Linked DNA regions of Urocitellus parryii: region 1 is linked to region 2. The links are chromatin contacts, called in public Hi-C maps. All regions are on one chromosome and are shown on one strand. Each heading gives the region's core, a stretch centred on a gene start, on an enhancer-like site or on the middle of the called end of the contact. The rest is flanking DNA. Distances are from core to core; before and after follow the strand shown. Region 1 holds the start of LOC113193889. Region 2 holds the start of Eif3m (eukaryotic translation initiation factor 3 subunit M).

The links. Hi-C and Micro-C count contacts between places; a contact is called where the count stands out from the background.
Region 1: a Hi-C map of liver shows a contact between it and region 2, with 4 times the contacts expected there. The contact joins the promoter of LOC113193889 here to the promoter of Eif3m in region 2. A contact is called at or near these places in 2 of 2 Hi-C or Micro-C datasets (liver and muscle).

Annotation. Positions count from the first base shown.
Region 1 is chr4:33,144,060-33,146,759 of mUroPar1.hap1, forward strand. It overlaps LOC113193889, which reads left to right and starts at 1,320. Exons shown (of 5, transcript XM_077797488.1): 1 at 1,320-1,552.
Region 2 is chr4:32,907,729-32,910,428 of mUroPar1.hap1, forward strand. It overlaps Eif3m (eukaryotic translation initiation factor 3 subunit M), which reads right to left and starts at 1,317. Exons shown (of 11, transcript XM_026404281.2): 1 at 1,212-1,317. The coding sequence starts at 1,253.

The sequences.
Region 1 (2,700 bases), core at 70-2,569, 240 kb after region 2:
AGGGCAGGGGATGTCTGGCTCAGTGACAAATAACCCAAGATTAATAGAAAGCACACAGCATAATCCACTGAATTTACAATCATGATGTACTTAGAGTATTATACAGTAGGAAGAAATGTTTTGGCATAATGTCTTTTAAAAAATTCACAATACTTTGAAATAAGGCACATTTGTTTGGAAACCAAACTTCTTAGCGTACATTTTTTTTTTTTTTAAAGACTGTCCTAACAGTACTGAGTTTTGAGGGAAGACTCCAGATGGAAAAACAAGCACCATTTCAGCAAAGTCAAATAAAGGGCCAAGTCTAATAATTCTGAAACTTATTATAGTGACATCTCACAAGGCAAGCTTGTTAAAACGCGAATTTCTGGGTCTCAATCTGCTTAGTCTAACTTCTCTGCTATAGTCCAGGCCTTAAATTCTAAATCTATACCAAGGACTCCCCAGAAATCTGATGTCAGAGGCCCTGGACCACAACTTGGGAAATTAGTTAAGAGGATGTTTTGCTAAAAATTACTACCAAGATTCCTTTTATTCACTGGTAATTTCTCTAGAATTCCCTGGTTACCTGTCCGTGGGTAGCAGGGATAAGGCTGAAAGGTCTTTTTGTTGGTGGTTTGTTTTGTTTTTTGAGACAAGGTCTCCCTAAGTTTCCAGGCCGTCTTCAAACTTGCAATTCTCCTGCCTCCGCCTCCCCAGTGGCTGGGATTCCAAGCAGGAGCCACAACCTGTGGCCTGAGAACAGCTTTTAATTATCAAGCAGGGCACCAAGCCCAGAAGATGGGCTCTGTGACCCACAAACTTCTGGGATGGTAGGGTTCTCAAACATCCTTTCTGGTCTCTTTCCTTGGGGTAAATTTCATGTAACCCTTTTAGAAAGCAGGGGCTGTCAGGCTGAAGGCTATGACAAGCCTGGGGATGGGCTTTTAAAATCTGTAATTAGGGAAAATGGGAAAACAGGCTGGCTCTGCTCTTTGGCTCAAGGAACAGGAACCAGACACTTAGCATTTAGAAACATATTTTTATGGGATCCCTGTTCCTCTGTGAGCCCTGATGCCCTAACTTTCTGCCCCCTAACACTCCTCCTTCTGATGCCCTTTTCCCTACTTTGACTAATTCTGGAGTCTAATTAAAGACACAAATACTCAAATCTTTGACCCAAACACATAGGCAGAGCCCTCAACCTAGAGAGTTCGGGTTCAGCCCATGGGGGTGTGGGGTAGGGGGGCGTGCTCTTTCAGCTGTCATGAATTCAGGGGGCGCCATCCTTGCTGCAAAATAGTCCAACTACCTCCCACTTCTGCCCCTTCAGGCCACCGGTTGCAGAGAGGAGTGCTGGTCTCCGGGATCAAAGGTCGCGGATAACGAAGCTCCCTGGGCTCTGAGCCAGGCGCCCCCGCCCAGCTCCCGAGATCCGAGTTCGGGGGCGCGCGACAGACGGGGAGCCTCGGCAGCGCGGAGCGCGGGGCTGCCAGGAACGCCACGTCACTCGCGACCCGACCCTACTGGCCCGCCCTGTCCCCGGAGGCGCGAGCGACTTGGGCCGCTGAGGGTAAGCGCTGCCGGGGCCCCCAGGCTTTCTGGAACCCGGCACCAGCCCGCGGGGCGATGGCCAGAAATCGGGGCTCCTACTGGGACCCCACGTGCCTGGGGCGCAGGCTGCAGTGTCAGAGCCGCCAGGTTTCAAGTTCAGATGGCGGCGACCTTGCGGCTTCCCCAGCGCACCCCACTTTCGGATCTGGAAAGAGCTGTGGTCTGGGGGCGGAGGTGGTGGTGGTGGGAGGTCGCGCAGTGTGCGTGGACACCGCTCCTGCATGACAGAGGGCCGAAGTGTCCCTTGTCCCCATTCTCACTTGGTGCCCTTTTAGGCCTTGCACGGCCTGGGCCTGGGCAGCTGCCCACTTTCTCCTTTGCCTCTAGAAAACACACCGGAAGGGGGAGCTTTGGGTCAACAGGAGGCTTTTCTGTCCCGAGAAAGGCCCGCCTTCCGTGCACCTGGTTTTAATAAGAGCCTGGGGAGAAATATGGCCAGGGGCCTGAAGGATCCCCAAGAACTTGTGTCCATAGAGAGAAAGAAGGGTGCACGTGGGCCGTACGTGCGCAGACGCATTCCCTGTACAAAGGCTTGTAAAGCCTCGTGCACTTTTCAAGCTTAATTGTAGCCTGGAGAGGATGTAGGTTGTAGTGATGTTAGAAATGGGATATAAATAGCAGTTAAAAACACATTTATTAAAATCGGGGACAAGGAGACTGCACAGTTGTGCACAATGTATTCTTTTCTTCTCAGTTTTAATCACACACACACACAAAAAAAAAGGAATATAGAAAAACAACTGCGGCTCCTTCCTATACTCCCACCTCCTTAATCCACGGGCACACATATTTTTACATAGTTGCAATTAGAAGTACACCGCATTCTCATTCTGGAACAAGGGAGGTAAATTACACCCCACAGGGGAAGTGTTCATTAGTTCTAAGGAAAAGATCTCAATACATGAACTGGAAGTTTAAGATTGTATCAGGCTTTCAACCTATATTATAAAAGTTTAAAGGATAAAAGACATGAAAGGCTTTCTAAAAAGACCCTTATGAGACATGTAAATATATATTCACGCACACTCTTATTGCATCTTTGTCTAAAGCCAAGGGGAAATTTCTTTCCAATGTAGCCCTTTGATCTTTACAATCTTAAAAAAAAAT
Region 2 (2,700 bases), core at 67-2,566:
TAAATAAATAAAAAATAAGGTATTGCATCCAACTACAACTTTAAAAAATTAATTAAAAAGAAAGTGTCAAATGCTTTTTCATTAACCTAGCAGCGAACTGTTGGTATCAACTTCCATTACTAGTTTGTTGGCTTTATTTCCTGTGCTTCACATCATTCTATCTGTGCTTAGCTCCCTCCCTATTTTTAAAAAAATGTTTAGTTGTCAATGAAGCTTTATTTATTTATTTATTTATTTGTGGTGCTGAGAATGAACCCAGTGCTTCACACATGCCAGGCAAGTGTTCTAACACTGAGTCACAATAGCAGTCCTCCCTCCACATTTTTGACCTCCCTTTTCATTTCCCCTTCTTTCTTTGCTCTACAGGATCGCAATTCTACTATAGGGGAACGGATCACTTCTGCAATTCTATAGGATTATCTTATGCTATTAAAGGTATAGAAATCAAAATTTCCCTGTTAGTGGAGTAACAGAAAAAAAAGATAAACTTAGGACTTCATTTACACAAAATTAAACAATGTCATTTCATGTTTAAGTTTAGCTCTCACCAATTCAATTTATGTTACAGGTAAAATACAAACAGCACCCTTGTATATCAAAGAACAACGCCAATAAGTAAACTTAAAAAAGTATCGGGATGTTTCACAACAGGTATGCCTCACAGCATATGATTTGGAGGTTACAGTACTTTCATAACTAGGACTAGAAAACCCTAGTCTAAACATGGAAAATGGGCCACATACTCCTTTGTGACCGCACAATAAAATCTTTTAATTCTTATTACAAAGTTGTTTTCCCTTGAACTGCTAATGTAGACTACAGACAGATTCCAGCCCACCCGCGCCCGATGTGGCTGCGCTGGGGACAGCAGCAGACCCCATTCTAATCAGTCAAGGAGTACTTTGTCAAAACTGTCAGAAGTGACGCCAGCTGGGAGTTCGACGCCGACCAGGAAGCTGGCGGTGGAATGTTGGACCCCACACCGCGATCCCGGGTGGACCGACTCGTGCGACTCAAGACTAGAGATGTGCGCCCCTATCACAGGCCGCCTCCCTACTCGTACACGTGGGGGCGAGAGCTCCAGGTCTCATCCCCGGGGCCGGCTCCGTGGGGCGGCGTCCCGTCCACTCGGCCCAGTCTCGGCAGCGATTTGTTATACCCCTACGACAACCTCCACATCCCTCTAGCGACACTGTGGCCCGCGAGCACACCTGATCTTCCTCACTGATATCGATGAAGGCCGGGACGCTCATGATGAAGGCCCGGGAACCGAGGACGCTCCCCCAGCAAACCACGCCGACCGGAAAAGGAAGCAGGGCCGCGCGGCGGTTCCACAACTACTTCCGGGTCAGCCCCGCGCCGGCCTGGGTGGGGCGGGGGTCACCGAGATGGACGGGGCCAATCCTAGCGCGTATTCTTGCCGCAGCTGGAGGCGTAGCAGACGGATCTTGTGGGCGGCACCCGCTGGGCCACTTCCCGCCCCGCCCCTCGCGGCCTCTGGTCTTCAGCGTTTCGTTGCTGCTTGGACGTCTAGTTAATCTCTCCGGCGGCGCCGCTCCGAATCCACCTTTTCTCTGAAATTTTAGGCCTGTTCTGCCAATGAAGATTACGTGTGCCAAGAACAGTTGTTATTTTCTAGCCCCGTCCCCTTCTGCCTACCAGTCAAGCGGGCCTGCCTCTGTCTATTCGTGGATCCTAATACGCTCTTGGCATTTCCGGGAGAGCCATGGAGATAGGCGTCCGGTGCTAAGTCTGACATCCCCCCTCAATCCCGCCAGTTACGATTTTCGATCTTTGAGGGAGCAGCGGGCAGGCAATGTTCCCTGTGATGGGGACAACGATAGTTTTCCAAGGAAGCTCCCGCGTGAAGCCTGCATTCCAGTGGGGACACACGGAATATAAACATTAGTAAGAATTAGAAAGGCAGTCCTAAATGTCATCCTGCCTAGTTCTGTGGGGTGGAATCCTAGCTGCACCCTTGAATGGAGGTATGACTTAAGGCAATTATCTAACCTCTGGATTTCTATTTCTTCTTGGAAATATAAGAGGACTTAAGTACTTACCTCAGCATTGCTATGATTAAGTAACTATAGAAGGCATTTAGTATACGGTGAGCACTGTCTGCGTTGTTATTAAATAATTAAAGAACATGTTAAGTAGAACTAAGAAGGTAAAATCTAAGAAGTTAAAAACAAAGCGTGGTGTGTGGCTATGCATGCTTATTTAGTTACAGTAATCAAGGAAAACAGCTGAAATGATATTGAGACCTGAAGGAAATGACGAAAGTACCCAGAAATATGTGGGAAAGTTTTTCTTTCAGAAGACAGCAAGGACCAATGGCCTGAGGCAGGTGTGAGGAGGCCTCTAGGCTGAGTATGAAGAAGAGAGAGGCGTGAGATAACCGTTGCCAAAAAGGGCAAGGGCAGTGGTCAGATTTTTTTTTTTTAAGGGAATATCATGCTCCAAACATTGTTTATTTTATTTGTTTTTATGTGGTGTTGAGGATCGAAACCAGTGCCTCACACGTGCTAGGCAAGCGCTCTACCACTGAGCTACAACCCCAGCCCAGCTGTGTGTGTGTGTGTGTGTGTGTGTGTGTGTGTGTGTGTGTGAGAGAGAGAGAGAGAGAGAGAGAGAGAGAGAGAATGAATCACTCTGGCAGGTGTATTGCAAACTGACTTCAGTTGGGTGAGGACCAAA